5 separate regions of the Mus musculus genome follow, and all the other regions are linked to region 3. The links are chromatin contacts, called in public Hi-C maps. All regions are on one chromosome and are shown on one strand. The core of a region is the stretch at or near the end of the contact, and the rest is flanking DNA. Distances in the headings are between cores, read along the strand shown. Region 1 has its middle 32 kb from the start of 4930533N22Rik. Region 2 has its middle 51 kb from the start of 4930533N22Rik. Region 3 holds the start of Slco3a1 (solute carrier organic anion transporter family, member 3a1). Region 4 has its middle 42 kb from the start of 0610006L08Rik. Region 5 has its middle 75 kb from the start of 0610006L08Rik.

Region 1 (2,700 bases), core at 118-2,617, 440 kb after region 3:
TTTATTCATTTATAAAATGATTATCATAATGTCTAATCATGTGCAATTTGAAAACATGCAATTTAAGATGTATATAAATTTACTAGAAAATATGTGTGTAGACACGCACATATATTACACACAAACACCAAGAGAGTGACACACACATATATCCATTACCCACTCACATACACATACACACACATACCCACTCACACACATTCACACACATATACACCCATATAACCACTCACATACACATACACACACCCATAGATACTTACATCCATACACACACACAAACATCCATACACATGTATACTCATATACCCACTCACACAGAGAGACACATACATTCATATACCCACTCACACAAACACCCATACCATGTGAACACCAATTATATCCACTCACACACACACCCATATTCACATACACCCAATACCCATTTACACACACACAAGAAGCTGAGTGTTACAGTAGTCACTTGACCTTCACTGCAGGTTCTAGAACTGTTCAAAGAACACTTTCATCAATAAATTCTGTGAAGAAAACTGCATAGACACATACAGTTAATTGGAAACATACCATTTCCTCACAAAAATATAAATGTAAAACAGAATAGATTTAAGGCTTAAAGTTATGACATGAAATTATAGGACTATTAGAAAATACAAAGTAAAACCTTATTTGCATATTGTAAAGTACTTATTTTTTTAAACATATATCTGTTTTATGTATATGTGCCTCTGTACCTAAGTGTATGTCTATGCACCATATGCATGTAGGAGCCAGTGGAGGACAGAGAGGACATTAATACCCTAGATCTAGAGTTTCAGACATTTGTGAGACACTATGTGACTCCTGGGAACCAAACCTGAGTCCTCTGCAAGAGTGACAATAGCTCTTAACTGCTGAGCCATCTCTCCAGCTCCATGCATCTTTATTTTGGTCTTGACAAAGGTTTTGGCTATGGCTCTCAAAGACACAGGTTTTAAAAAGCACACAGCAGCAGGAAAGCAACCAAATTTGAAAATGAGAGAAAGAGATGAATAGACTTTTATCAGAAGGAAGCACACGAATAGCCAATGGGTGTGTGGAAAGCATTAAACATGATGTATCTTCACGGAAATGCCCATCCACATAATAATGAGATCTACTTCACTCCTGTGAGAGCAGCCATCCTCAAAAGACAAAAGATGATAAATGTGAACAAAGGTTGGAGGGGGGGTCAGTCAAAAGGTAAGTTATACACTGTTGGATGTAAATTACCACAGGAATTACAGAAATAGTAAAGGCATTGCTCAAAAAGCTAGAACTAGAACTACCATAGGATCCAGCTTGCCTATTCTGGAAGCATGTCTAAAGAAACAAAGCCAATGTTTCTAAGACAGCTGCACTTCCATGTCTACTTCAGCACTCACTGCACACCCAAAATATCCAAACGGGCTAAGTGTTCCTGGCTGGGTGAATGGATGAGGAAGTGTGAAATATATCCAATGTTCTGCCTTAAAAAAGAAAAAGTCCTGTTTACTGGCTAATTTTATGTCTAGTTGATACAATCTAGAGTCATCAGAGAGGAGGGAGTCTCAACTGAGATGTCTCCATAGGAACAGGATGTAAGCAAGCCTGTAGGACATTCTTAATTAGTGATTCCTGGGAGAGGGCCCCACTGTCCATTGTGAGTACCAGCATCCCTGAATTGATGGTCCTGCTTCTACATGAGAACAGACTGTGCAAGCATGGAGAGCAAGCCAGTAAACAGTGCCCTCCATGGCTTCTGCATCAGCTCTCGCTTCCAGATTCCTGCCCTGTTTGAGGTCCTGTCCTCACCAGTTTTGAAAATAAACTGATATTTGGAACTGTGAGCAAGATAACCCCCTTTTTCCCCAACTTGCTTTTGGCCATGGTGTTTTATAACAGCAATGATAACCCTAAAACCCTATCTTGTCATCCACAACATCATGAATGAGGCTGGCAAGAGAAAGACAAGTAGTTCCCAGCCTCACTCATGTGTAGGATCCACATTAAAGTCAGTCATAGAAGTAGAGGTTGTTAAGAGCTACAAGAAAGGGGAGATGAGGAGATTTGAGTGAAGGGATACAAGTCTACAGCAATCTGGCAGAGTGGAGGTCAATAGGAACTCCAGTCTATTGGGAATGAAGCTTGGGGTTTCTCCATCAGAAGGACCTTAATGTTATGCCACATACACACTGCACATGGTAGCACCACATTTAGGGGGTTTGGCATTTTCACCCTATTCTCCATTCCCTCTGTCAGTGAAGGCTGAGGCCCCATATCCCTCTCTCATACTTGATGAAGTGATGCCTGGGCCAATCATGAGCAAGTGATCACAGCTGCAAGGAGTTCATGAGTAACAGGGGAAATGGTTTTTAATGTTAACACCACACACTGGAGTGGTAAGTAACCAGACTAACTTTAGTGAGAGTCATGCAGCATTTAATTGAACTTCTAATGGCTTTTTATTACTATTATTATATGTTCCTTTCCATAAGACTATTGTTTATGCTTTCAGGAAGTTCAGAAGAGGCTGTATAGAATAGACCAGAATAGACCTTCCCTTTCTTCCCCAATAATTGGGAATGTCTAGGTCACCAAGAGACCTTTGGTGCTGTATCATGAGGTGACTATATTCATATTGTGCCCTTTCCATAGATTCTGTCCATATTCTTCCTATCGACACTTATTTCTACCCATCTT
Region 2 (2,700 bases), core at 149-2,648, 420 kb after region 3:
GCCTTCCTCCCCCAACTCCATTCAGATCCACCTCCCTACTTTAACATCATATCCTTTTGTTGTTATTTTTTTAATTTTGTATTGATTCTTTGTGAGTTTCACATTATGCAACCTAGTCCTGCTCATCTCTCTCATATCCACACTTTGCTCTTGCAACTTTCTCCTCCAAAATACACACACACACACCACCACCACCACCACCACCAAAACAACAACAACAACAACAACAACAACAACAACAAAAGCAAAACATCCCATTGTGGAATCTCTAGGATGTCAGTGTGTCTCACAGTATATCCTTTTGTCCACATGCCTTCACTTGCAAAGATTCATTGCAATGAGTCATTTACCTAGGTCTAGTTAAAGTCTCTGGCCCCTATGACACCTTCAATACTGGATTCTTACTGTACCTCCTGCCAATTATTCTGTGGTTGTCCTGTGCTATGGAGATCCTCCAGCTTTGGACTGGCCCTTCACATACCCCAATCATTCTCAAGTGATAACAGATTTGGGTGTGGGTCAACTCAAAGCCCTGGATCTGGGCCTGGGTGGTAGCTGAGCAGGTCAGTGCACCCACTGTCCTTTAACCACACTAACGGAGCAAGCTCTCCAGCACTACTCTAGTTAGGCCACCCAATGCTACCATCAGCAGAAGGCAGGGTCAGCTCTCCTGCTCTCATGCCTTTGGGGCCAGCTCCCCTCACACCCATGCCTCCAGAGCCAGCTCCACTGGGGCTGCCAGCCAGGGTGTGAGGCCCATTTTCCCAAGTGCTGCAACCTGTAAGGGTCTGGGCCAGCCTTCTTCCTCTCATATCCTCAGGCCTGGTTCACTCATGCTTTAGTCTCCAGGGCCTGTTTCACTGTGTTGCCCAATCAAGGTGCAGGGCCCGCTCTCCCAAGTGCTACAGCCGGTGAGGGGGTATGGCTAGCTCTCATACCCTACAGGCTAATTCTCCCAACTACTACAGGTGGCGAGAGAGAAGGAAGAGTGCATCACCCCTGCACCCACATCACGTCAAAGCAGATGAGGGACAGGGCCAGCTCTCCCATGCTCTAGCACTTGGAGCTAGATCACCTGTGCCCCTCCACCAGGGCCATCTCTGTTCTATCCAAGTGAGGTGCAGAGTTTATACTCTGGTGACTGCTGTAGCCAGTGAGTGATGGGAACAGCTCACTTACTCTCATGACCCCAAGGCCAGCTCTCCAACTGCTCCAGATGGTGAGGGATGAGCTGGGGAGGTCATCACCCCCAAACCCATACCACCTCCTGGCAGAGGAGTAGTGGAGACAGCTCTCTGGTGCTCTTGCCGTTTCATCTGTGCCCCTTCTCTACCAGGGTCAGCTGTGCTGTCCAGGCGAGGTGCAGTGTCTGCTCCAAGTGCTGCAGCTGGTGAGGGGTGTGGTTAGCTCTCCTGTGATGATGACACTGGGCAGCTTTCCCAACTGCCAGAGTCAGCTCATCTGCACTCATGCCTTTAGGGCAGCTCACCCCCACCCCTACCACCAGGGTCAGCTCTACTGTGCTGTCCTGGGTGAAGTACAGGGCCAGTTCTCCTGAATTCCCACTCTCCTGAGTGCTGTCATCAGTAAAGGATGGGGACAGCTTTCCAAAGCACCAAAGCCAGTGAGAGGCAGGGCCAGTTCTTCACAGCTCTTGAACGTCCTTGTGGTCTCAGGTGGCTGCTCTAGCCAGGGACATTCCCATGTTCTCTAGTGATAATATAAGCCACAGACATGGCCCTCAGTGGTAGCTAGACTGGAACATCAACATTGCCCCAGGAGTAAGGGCTGGCCACTTACAACAGGCTCCCCCTCTCCATCCTCAAGTCTCCGGTTCCATCCCTCTTCATAATTCTCAAACTTACACTTCTCTTTGTCTCCCTTCTGTCCACCCCATACTTGCACATTGTGGTGGATCCCACTGCAGGCTGGCCATGCAGATGGCAGGCCCCTGGGTGACATCTTCAGCCAGCGCTGTGTGGCATCACACCAAACAGGTGTCTATGGTCCACCTGTGTGTACCTGAGGGCAGGTCTGTGCATGGCATGGTGGTCTGCATCTCTCTGCCTGTCTTCCTTCTCTCTCACTGTGCTACCTGGATTTGGTTTGGTTTGATTTGATTTGATGTGTAATGGACATAAAACAGCTTCAGCCATGAAACCAGATATCAAGCTAGGATGAAAAAAGAACTTTCATCTGCTCTAACCATAACTGATATAAGACCACCAACAAGATGCCACTTTGCCCATTGTTCAGGGGGAAGGAGCTATTTTTTAAACCTATCATCAAATTCAATTTATGCTACCCAAATATTATTGAGCATAGGGCCATCCCCTAGAACATAATCAAACCACTGGGGGGTCACATTCTTAAAGAATAACTCCCTCTCCCAGCAGCTATCAATTGCCAGTGGTTCTTCAGCTAGAGGTTGTATTTTCTGCTCCCTTTCCTACTCCATTCTGAGACTTTGTCTGATACAAGCTATCACAACCACTTTGAGTTCATATGCACAACTACCCTGTTTGTGTCCATTTCCTTTATAGTCATCTGCCACCTTTGGCTCTTGCAATCTTTCCATTCTCTCTTCTGTGATGATTTCTGGCTTTGAGAGTAGGGGATGTGATAGAGATGTTCTAGCTACAGTCTGCTATTTTCTGCAATTGACCAATTGTGTTCTCTATGCTGATTGTCATGTAATAC
Region 3 (2,700 bases), core at 147-2,646:
TGGTTATCCAACCGCTTTTGAAATCTTGTCCAATTCGATCTCCATCAAATGTGCTCACTAACACTTAAAATCTATGACATTTGATTCCAGTTTCAGGTCAATAGCCAAGTAATGATTTAACACTATCCACTCGAAGACATCTTTTCCTGGGTAGACAGAATAGGTCTGGAAGTGCACTGTCTGAAACTCAAGTGCGGACCACCTGAGCAAGACAGAAGAAAGCGACAAAGTAGGTACTTGGTAATCCTTACAAGTGGATTCCCTGGGCATAGTAGGTGTCCATGGGCCTTTGGGCATCAATAATCCCTTTCTGGAGACAAATAAAGCAAATACATATTGTACAGATGATCCACTCCCCGTGTGGGCGAGCGACCATGATGGGGAATTAAGGTAGAACTACAGAAACTCGCAGCTGCTCTCCAGGTACTATAACTTTATCCCTCCACAGAAAGATGGCTATTGGGATCTGGGTGGGACTAGTCCCCCTGCAGTTACCGCTGAGCTCAGGGCCACACTCGGGCGCCTTTTAAATTCCCCCAGCAATTGGTGGATGGAGAAAGAGCCAGGGGGAAAAAAGATGCATAATGATTCGTTCACCGGGCGGATGAAACGGAGAGTAGAGGACGCAGGATGCTAACTGGCTTTTCCTCCCATGTGCAGGTCACCTGAACCGCGATGCCTTCCAGTCTCTGAGGAGGCTCCCTGAACTCGCCATATGGCTCCGTTTTCAAGAGGGGAGAAGAAACAGTTTCATGCCCACCTGCCTGCGGCATCTCCTTTCAGGCACCCCTTCCCTAGCCCCTGCCCGGCGCGCGAGCTGCCGGCATCCACGGTCCCGCCCGCTCCGAGCTCCGGCCGGCAGCTCCCCCGGCGGCCGCCTCTGCACCAGTCGCCAACCTCCGTGCCGGGCCGAGGTCATGCCCGCCTGCCCCCGGAGCCGGCGAGGCCCCTTCCCGGTGCCAGGCGGCAAGCCCGAGAAGCGCCGGCAGGGAAGGGGGTCCGCCGCAGAGTTGGCACCCGGACTCACCAGGTAGGCGCCCACCGTACCCTGCGCCAGCATCAAGGCGCACTCAGACACCAGGAAGATCTTGATGTTGGAGAAGCAGGACACCTTCTTTTTCTTCTTCTTGTTCCTCTGCGCCTCGTCCCCCTGCAGCTCGCCGCTCCGGCCGCCGCCCGACGAGCCGCCCGGCTTCTTTCCCTGCATCCTTCCCCCGCCGCCGCCGCCGCCGCCGCTTTCCCGCTCGCCCCGGGTGTCGTGGCCGTTGCCGGGCGGGGGTGCGTGCCGCGAGGCTGCGTACTGTCCCCGCCCCGGGCCCGCGGCGGCCGCCCCCGTCCTGCCGCGGCTAGAGAGGTTGAAGGCTCCGCTCCTCGCTGCCGCCGCGCTAGCTCCCTTCCTCCTCCTCCTCCTTCTCCTCCTCCTCCTCCTCCGCCCTCCCTTCGCCGCCTCCTCCGGCTCGGGCTGTGCCAATCACAGGGACTCCTCGCGTCGCCCGCTGCTGCCGCCGCCTAGCCTCTCTCGGACTCTCGCCGTTGCCTTCACCGGCTTCCCCTGGCCCGCCGGCTTCGCTTGCCTTCACCCCTAGCGCCCCAAGCCCGGGCCGGGGCCTGATCGCCGCCTTGAGCCCCGGGCTGCGCCGCTACTGGCTGCGGGTGCGTCCCTGGGAGGCACGAGGGGACCTGCTTGGGGCACTAAGGGCTTGCTGATGGTCAAGGCCGGCGGGGTCTAACTACCCAGCGAAACTGCAAAATCCAGGAGTCCTGGTGGGGTAGGAGGCTGAGCGAGGAAGGTGCTACCCGGCCACTAGGAGGCATTGTGGGGCCCAGGGCACCAAGGCGGAAACTGGGTGGTACTAGGACTAGCAATGAGGTGCAGAGATGGGAGTATCCAGGCACCCTACTTCTAGTGCGGGTACCGGACTGCTAAGGCCGGAGAGAAGAAGCAATTTTCATAAAGAGAGTATCGCAGGAGCTGTATTCGGCTTGGTTTAGGGATTTCTAAGGACAGACGTTGTGCTCTGGGGCTCTGGAAGATGCCGAGATAGGAGCTGCCATTGGCTCCTTTGGTTTGCCAGCCTCTGCTCCTGCATTCAGTGGCTACTGGACATATCTAAACCGCCCATTCCCCGAAAATGGGAGAAAGAAACAGAACCTCTGAGAAGGGAAGTTAGAGCTTCAGGGAGTCTCACATCTTCCCCCAGCCTCCAAGTACAGGCAACTGCAGATCACAAGGACCCCAGCAGAGGGCCTTGTTTAGTTCTCCAGCGGCCTGCGGTTGGAGTTCAGGAAGGGATGAGCCACAAGCCTGCTGTGTCCCCACCCCTCTCCTGACTATTGTGGCCCTCCCTGGCTTGGCCTGAAGGTCAGCATGCAGCAGAGCCAATTGTCATCAGTCCTCCGCCCCTTGCTCCCCAGCATTCCCTAGGATTTTGGTCCACAAGGCGCCTCTGATAGGATGTACTGATTCAGGCAGCAGCGTTTGGAAGCTAAGAGAAAAGTGGATACGAACAGAAAATACCTAGCATTGTTGTCCACGTTAGTGATGGAGAAGCCAAAGCCTATTTGGAGAACTTTTCCTTGCTTTCCCAAGGGCCTATATCCCAATGCCAAGGCTTACATTCAATAGTGCATAGCAATTAGCACCGGCCATAATTTCTACTTTCTTCCAGAGAAATTGAGTAAGAATAGACGGTGGCACAG
Region 4 (2,700 bases), core at 49-2,548, 260 kb after region 3:
GTTAAGATAGCCTTTGAAATAGTGGAACTTCCAAGAGAAATAAACAAAGGAATGAATAAATAAATAAACCAAAAAGCTAACCAGGTGGAAATATCTTGTCTCATTAAGTGAGCACATTCAAGTTGCCCTCATGATTCTGCACCCCATTGATTTAGAGAAGACATGAAGGAAACAGCGACTGTCTGCCTGTCTCTGAGGCCGAGATGGACTGAAGGCCTGTGCTGTCTGACCCCAAAACAGATAGTCAGCTCACTGAGCTGTCTGGGTATGTTGTGTGGATGTGTAGTGTTTTCAGAGACATTTTATATTTGAAAATCAATGTCTTCAGATTTTTCTTTTTTCTTAGTCCAAGATGTCTCTAATGGTTACAAAGACAGAGAAAGGATTCACTGGGAAGGAGAAACTGCGGAAAGGGGCTGTGTGGTTAAGAGTGCAATGAAGGGACTGGAGGGCTATGAGGATGGGGGCAGGGTGCTAGTGGGAGGGAGAAGTGGAAGAATGGAAGAATGAAGCCAGGGAGAGTGGAGGAATGGAGACTGTGATCTTCCAGTTAGCACAGAAATCAGCAAGTTGTCACAGAACATGAAATGTCCCCTGTGTGTACTTCTGTTTGAGTGCTTCTCTCCAGTTGGCCAGGCTGGTGCGGAATGTTATAGAATCTTTAAGCAGTAGAGTCTTCTTTAGGAAATAAGTCATTAGGGTGAGACTTGTGTATTTTGTAGACAGGCTAGGTTTCCGATCTGTTTTACTTCTTGGTCTGCTGAGGTGCAAGGACTCTCTGCCACATGCTGGCACTGCCATGACTTAAACCAGCAGTAGATTGAACCCTTTCAAACTGTGGGTTACCTATTGCCATGCGTTTGTTCACTGTATCAAGATAAGTAGCTCCTATATGAGTAAATGAAAATTCACTGCTTCTGGGTCCTCAATTTTCTTATGAAACAGACTAAATTCGATTAACTCTGAGATGAGTCAGAACATAGAAGGGCTGCAATTGAAGCTCGGTCATAGAGCAGTGAGGCCTAATAAGTCCTGAATTAGACCCACAGCACTGCAGCAAGTAAGTTAATTCCAATTATATGGAAAAATTATAGACGGGACACATATTTCAGTATAGGAATTGCTTGAAGCCTTAATAAAATGTGACATGAAGATAAACATTAAAAGACAATGACTGAGAGCATCTACTCTTCCCACTCTACCTGCTGCTGTTACTAAAGACTTGTGTTTTATTTGTGTGTGTGTGTGTGTGTGTGTGTGTGCGTGGTGTGTGATAATTTTGATACTGAAGCTACAGGATTTATTAGAACTTATTCCCTCATATGAATATGCCCCATTTTGTCCCTTCATTTTTTTTTACTGCTAGATATTTAAATTATTTTTCCCTTTGGATATTAGGAATAATGCCACTATACAGATTCATGTTCAAGTTTCTGTGTAATAAGTTACCGCTTTTCATATAACTTCTTTTGGCCAGTTCTTATATATTTATTCAGAAGGGTACACATTTAGATTTCAAAGAATCATACTAAACTCTTAGGGCTGGGGTTTAAATCACATTATGTCTATATTTGGTTTTTTTTTTTTCATTTTTCCATTCTGCAAACTTATTTTATTTTATTATATTTACTTCAATTTGCTAGGTTTCATGATGAACCTGACTTGGGTCTTTTCACATTTTTGCATTGTCTCATACACATTTCTAACCTGTCTGTGGAGGATGGAGACAGTAAGGAGCCACCTGTTACCATGTGAGCAACAACTGACATCTGTAATGCAGAGGCAAAGTTGACATCTCACAGACTGTGTAAGGCAGACTGCAAGGAGCTGTCCTGGATGAAGAAATGTGGGGAAATTGTAGCTTTCTGCCAAGTGTTGCCTGCTCACTGTTAATGGCATCCTATGAAAAAGAAAGCCAGTTGCAGCCAGTGGGGAAGAAACCTCCTGGGGCACAGAACTTTGAGATGAGCAAACTGCTCTAGCAGAGCAGGGGGCCTTCCTAATCCTGCCCAGCAGGACTTCATAATTGCTGTGGAACAGTGACTGATGGATGCCCTCATTATCCCTCTCCAAAAGGAAGAGCTCAATCATGGCCATCCCACTGTTTCTCCTTCATGGGGTTCTGGCAGCAAATACTTTCTCTATTTCTACATGTCACTGGACCATATGAAGCTGCATCCCGCACTGCTTGAGAGTGCTGCTGTTCAACCCGAGATCCTGGACCTTGACCTACCTGCCTTACCTGAGACATAATCTTAGGAATGGGAACAGTGAATCAAGAAAGGAAAGAAGGATAGGTATGGGTGCTAAGAAAAATAGCCATTTGATCTGGTTTTGACCTGTTTTCAGCCTTGCCTATGATTCAACAGCCCTTCATATATTGAACCTTCAGATATTTGTATTGAAATAGAGCAATCAGTTCTCTGCAACTGAAAACCAGTGACTGCAAATGTAAACTGGGAAAATTTAAACAGTCTTACTGGACCAGGATGTGAAATGCTGATGGAGCCCAGACCTAAGATTCCAGAGGGGAAAGATGAAAGAGAGCAGCAGCCTGAGAACCACATGGCATGACTGATCTGTTCATCTCAGAAACTTAAAAATAAACAGGCTACATCTCACCAACCCCCCTGCCCCACCAACCTCCCCCCATCCCCTGTGTTTCCCTCTCCATCCACTTGCAATGTCAATTGTATTTCC
Region 5 (2,700 bases), core at 158-2,657, 370 kb after region 3:
ACCAGGGAATGTGAGAAGTGATATAAGGAACAATCATGAAGACACTCAGTGCTTCTTTGCTTTTCACATTCCTTCCCATCTTTGTCCCTTTATCCAAAGGCTCCAGTATCCCTCACTCCTCTCATAGCATGCTCTTGTCTTGTGCTCATGCAAGTCTCTTTAGGCTGTCCCTATTCTTCATTGTTATTATTGTTTTCCAAAGGACAATCTGTGTTTAGTCCCCAAAAACTCTCACCTGAGTGTTGATAGGGTGGGGGCGGGGGAGCTGCAAGGCTTAGCATCATTCTTGGAACAAGCAAAGGAATCCAGGGCTGTGGTTCAAACATTCTCCCTGCAGTGTAGAAGAGACGTAAAGATGAAGTATATTTTTCATCCAAAAGCACTTTTTTTTTAGCCCCAACCACCTGTGTGGAGTTGTTTCAGACTGTCTCAATTTCCATAGCAAAAGGAAAAATAATTCAGGCCACACCTCTTTTGAAAATATTTTTAAATGATGCATCTCCCAAGGAAGTGAGAACCTGGTTGGAATCTAAAAACCAAGAATGAATGTGAGAACTGCTGAATGCAGGCAGTTAGGGTATCTGGGGTCTAAGAGAGGGAACTCAATAAGGAAAAAAAAAAAAAAAAGAGCCTTGACATCAGAGAAACTGGTTCAAGTCTTGAACTCAGAATTTAACAACTGAGGGACCACAGGCATCTTCTTTCACAGTTCTGCACCTTTGTGTTTACCTGAGAAGACGATAAAACTAATCTAACATTGATAAAGACAAAAATAGAGAGTGTTTGCTAAGAGTGTAATACAAAGTATCCCTTAAAAAGTAAGAACTACTAGTCATCACAGTGATCTTTCAATACTACTTACCAGACCCCAATCCCAGATCTGTTTACTTGTAGAAGCCAGGTTCTGCACTGACTTAGCTTTTACAGAGTTTTATATGTATACGCAACACCCTCAACATGCACTTAAAATTCTGTAATTTTTTTCTGTTTATTTGCATCATAACATAGATAGATAATCTATAATATATTCATGGCATTCTTGATGAGCCCTTGAATTCTTTAAAAAGTTTCAAGTTTTCTTCTGATAGAATATTATATATGAAGTAATTTTTTGTGTGCAAACACATAAATACAAAGAAGGGGAAAGGTGGGGAAAACCATTGCCAGACTTGCATCCATAGACTCAACCAACTATGCATAAAAAATAGAAAATATTCTAACACACCTGTATATCTATATTATATACACATATTATGCAGGAAATAGCACAGGTTATTAAAAAAATCTGTCAGTTTTCATATTCTAATTGCCGGGATCCTACAACGAATCTCTCATAGACAAAAAGTGACAACTGTCCACACAGACATACACGTGTGGATTTTCTTACCCTTACTTGCAAAATTATTTTAAGTGACTTCCAGTGAGTTCTCTAATAGTGTCAACAAAACAGGCACCCATGACTTTGAGCATTCTGAGAGTAGATTAAAGGTTTTCAAATACATTTTCTAATTTATCAAGTCATGGAGAAATAATAAACTATACTTCAGGCAGCCTGGGGTAGCCTTATGAAATTGTTATGATTTGTGCCTAAGAGAGAGTACAAATTCCATGGTAATCTTCACCGAATTTTAATAAGAGTGAAAGGAAGACTTAGTTAAAGTGTTCTTTGTGGCTTTTCCTTTTTTCCCTTCTAACCACAGCTATCTGCAAGCACTTCCCCTGGTGTCTTATCTCTATTGTGCAGATGCAGTGGAATCTTTATCATGTGTGGCAAGAACTGAGGCAAAGAGACACATAAAAATAATGACAGTGGCCTCGTTCTTAAAAACACAACACATTCTGCTCCTCTTTCAGGCATCAAACCCCAGATGGAGTTCTCTGTGCTTTAATGCAAAATACGAGTGTGTGTGTGTGTGTGTGTGTGTGTGTGTGTGTGTGTGTGTGTGTGTGTGTGAAGGCTCCCTCTTAATCAGTTTTAAGAATCCCAGTCATTCCACTGTAAACTGCCGTCCTTTTTTCTAGAGTATACATTTTGCCAAATAGCAGAGGAGGTGGAGGTGGAAGTAGGCATATAAAATAGCGTAGTTTTTGTTTTATTTTATTTTGTTGGATGATCAAGGTTTTAAGAGCGTGTGATTGCTCTCTCTACCTACTTCCCAACTTGCAGCAACCAACAGAAAAGCTGTTCATCCTGAATGCTTAATTATGAGAAACATGACACACAAAAAGAGAGAGAGAAATAATGCAGCCTGTGAAGGAATGTTCAGTGCGCAATTTTAAACCATGATTGTGGAGAGGGATGTGTATTGTCATGGAAATAGAGCCATGACACATTAAGTGGTGAGGAAAAACCGCCAGTGCAAAGCTGTCTGCCCGGTTCAGTATGAGTCTGTTTAAATACAAATCAACAGACACTAGATGAAAGCTTACTGTGATGGGTTATTTTTATTTTCTAATGTGCCTATTCTGTGCTCACTACAATAAATGGACGTTGCTTTTATAATTACAAAGTGTCTTTAAAACATAGGCTGTGGCTCTGGTTTTGGAGAGATAAATTAAACACACTCCACAACATGTTTCCTATTGAATGCATCGATAACCGTCACATAGAATTCGTAGAACAGATGTTGAAGTCCTGCTGACCCAGTGGTTACTCTCTCTCTCTCCTCCCCTCAGCATCATCCATCCTGAATGAAGGCA

What was found. Hi-C and Micro-C count contacts between places; a contact is called where the count stands out from the background.
Region 1: a Hi-C map of cortical neurons shows a contact between it and region 3, with 3 times the contacts expected there. The contact joins the enhancer-like site here to the promoter of Slco3a1 in region 3. A contact is called at or near these places in 5 of 39 promoter capture datasets (hippocampal neurons, liver, maxillary cranial neural crest and 1 more), 4 of 484 Hi-C or Micro-C datasets (cerebral cortex, cortical neurons and ventricular fibroblasts), 5 of 115 datasets of contacts at active chromatin or transcription factors (bone marrow-derived macrophages, forebrain, neural progenitor cells and 2 more) and 3 of 9 other capture datasets (adipose tissue, embryonic stem cells and macrophages).
Region 2: a Hi-C map of the N1E-115 cell line shows a contact between it and region 3, with 3 times the contacts expected there. The contact joins the enhancer-like site here to the promoter of Slco3a1 in region 3. A contact is called at or near these places in 8 of 39 promoter capture datasets (the 3T3-L1 cell line, cranial neural crest, frontonasal cranial neural crest and 4 more), 5 of 484 Hi-C or Micro-C datasets (the N1E-115 cell line, Sertoli cells, cortical neurons and 2 more), 3 of 115 datasets of contacts at active chromatin or transcription factors (embryonic forebrain, embryonic midbrain and forebrain) and 2 of 9 other capture datasets (adipose tissue and pancreatic islet).
Region 4: a Hi-C map of the N1E-115 cell line shows a contact between it and region 3, with 3 times the contacts expected there. The contact joins the enhancer-like site here to the promoter of Slco3a1 in region 3. A contact is called at or near these places in 7 of 39 promoter capture datasets (the 3T3-L1 cell line, cranial neural crest, frontonasal cranial neural crest and 4 more), 3 of 484 Hi-C or Micro-C datasets (the N1E-115 cell line, Sertoli cells and myocytes), 3 of 115 datasets of contacts at active chromatin or transcription factors (embryonic forebrain, forebrain and memory CD8 T cells) and 1 of 9 other capture datasets (pancreatic islet).
Region 5: a contact with region 3 is called in a Hi-C map of pre-megakaryocyte-erythroid progenitors, with 5 times the contacts expected there. The contact joins the enhancer-like site here to the promoter of Slco3a1 in region 3. A contact is called at or near these places in 9 of 39 promoter capture datasets (the 3T3-L1 cell line, the HPC-7 cell line, HPC-7-derived erythroid cells and 5 more), 5 of 484 Hi-C or Micro-C datasets (cortical neurons, epidermal suprabasal cells, pre-megakaryocyte-erythroid progenitors and 1 more), 14 of 115 datasets of contacts at active chromatin or transcription factors (SST interneurons, astrocytes, bone marrow-derived macrophages and 10 more) and 3 of 9 other capture datasets (adipose tissue, liver and pancreatic islet).

The regions. Positions count from the first base shown.
Region 1 is chr7:74,996,989-74,999,688 of GRCm38.p6, forward strand. No RefSeq gene overlaps it. Among named protein-coding and RNA genes, the nearest start is that of 4930533N22Rik, 32 kb to the right of the region's middle. Within about 2 kb of position 1,368, at least 2 of the 459 cell types and tissues checked have an H3K27ac peak or open chromatin away from gene starts, as enhancers often do. A contact at or near this core is called in cortical neurons, where this site is marked.
Region 2 is chr7:74,978,238-74,980,937 of GRCm38.p6, forward strand. No RefSeq gene overlaps it. Among named protein-coding and RNA genes, the nearest start is that of 4930533N22Rik, 51 kb to the right of the region's middle. Within about 2 kb of position 1,399, at least 10 of the 459 cell types and tissues checked have an H3K27ac peak or open chromatin away from gene starts, as enhancers often do. A contact at or near this core is called in the N1E-115 cell line, where this site is marked.
Region 3 is chr7:74,553,384-74,556,083 of GRCm38.p6, forward strand. It overlaps Slco3a1 (solute carrier organic anion transporter family, member 3a1), which reads right to left and starts at 1,397. Exons shown (of 10, transcript NM_023908.2): 1 at 1,028-1,397. The coding sequence starts at 1,207.
Region 4 is chr7:74,810,508-74,813,207 of GRCm38.p6, forward strand. No RefSeq gene overlaps it. Among named protein-coding and RNA genes, the nearest start is that of 0610006L08Rik, 42 kb to the right of the region's middle. Within about 2 kb of position 1,299, at least 2 of the 459 cell types and tissues checked have an H3K27ac peak or open chromatin away from gene starts, as enhancers often do. A contact at or near this core is called in the N1E-115 cell line, where this site is marked.
Region 5 is chr7:74,927,009-74,929,708 of GRCm38.p6, forward strand. No RefSeq gene overlaps it. Among named protein-coding and RNA genes, the nearest start is that of 0610006L08Rik, 75 kb to the left of the region's middle. Within about 2 kb of position 1,408, at least 30 of the 459 cell types and tissues checked have an H3K27ac peak or open chromatin away from gene starts, as enhancers often do. A contact at or near this core is called in the HPC-7 cell line and pre-megakaryocyte-erythroid progenitors, where this site is marked.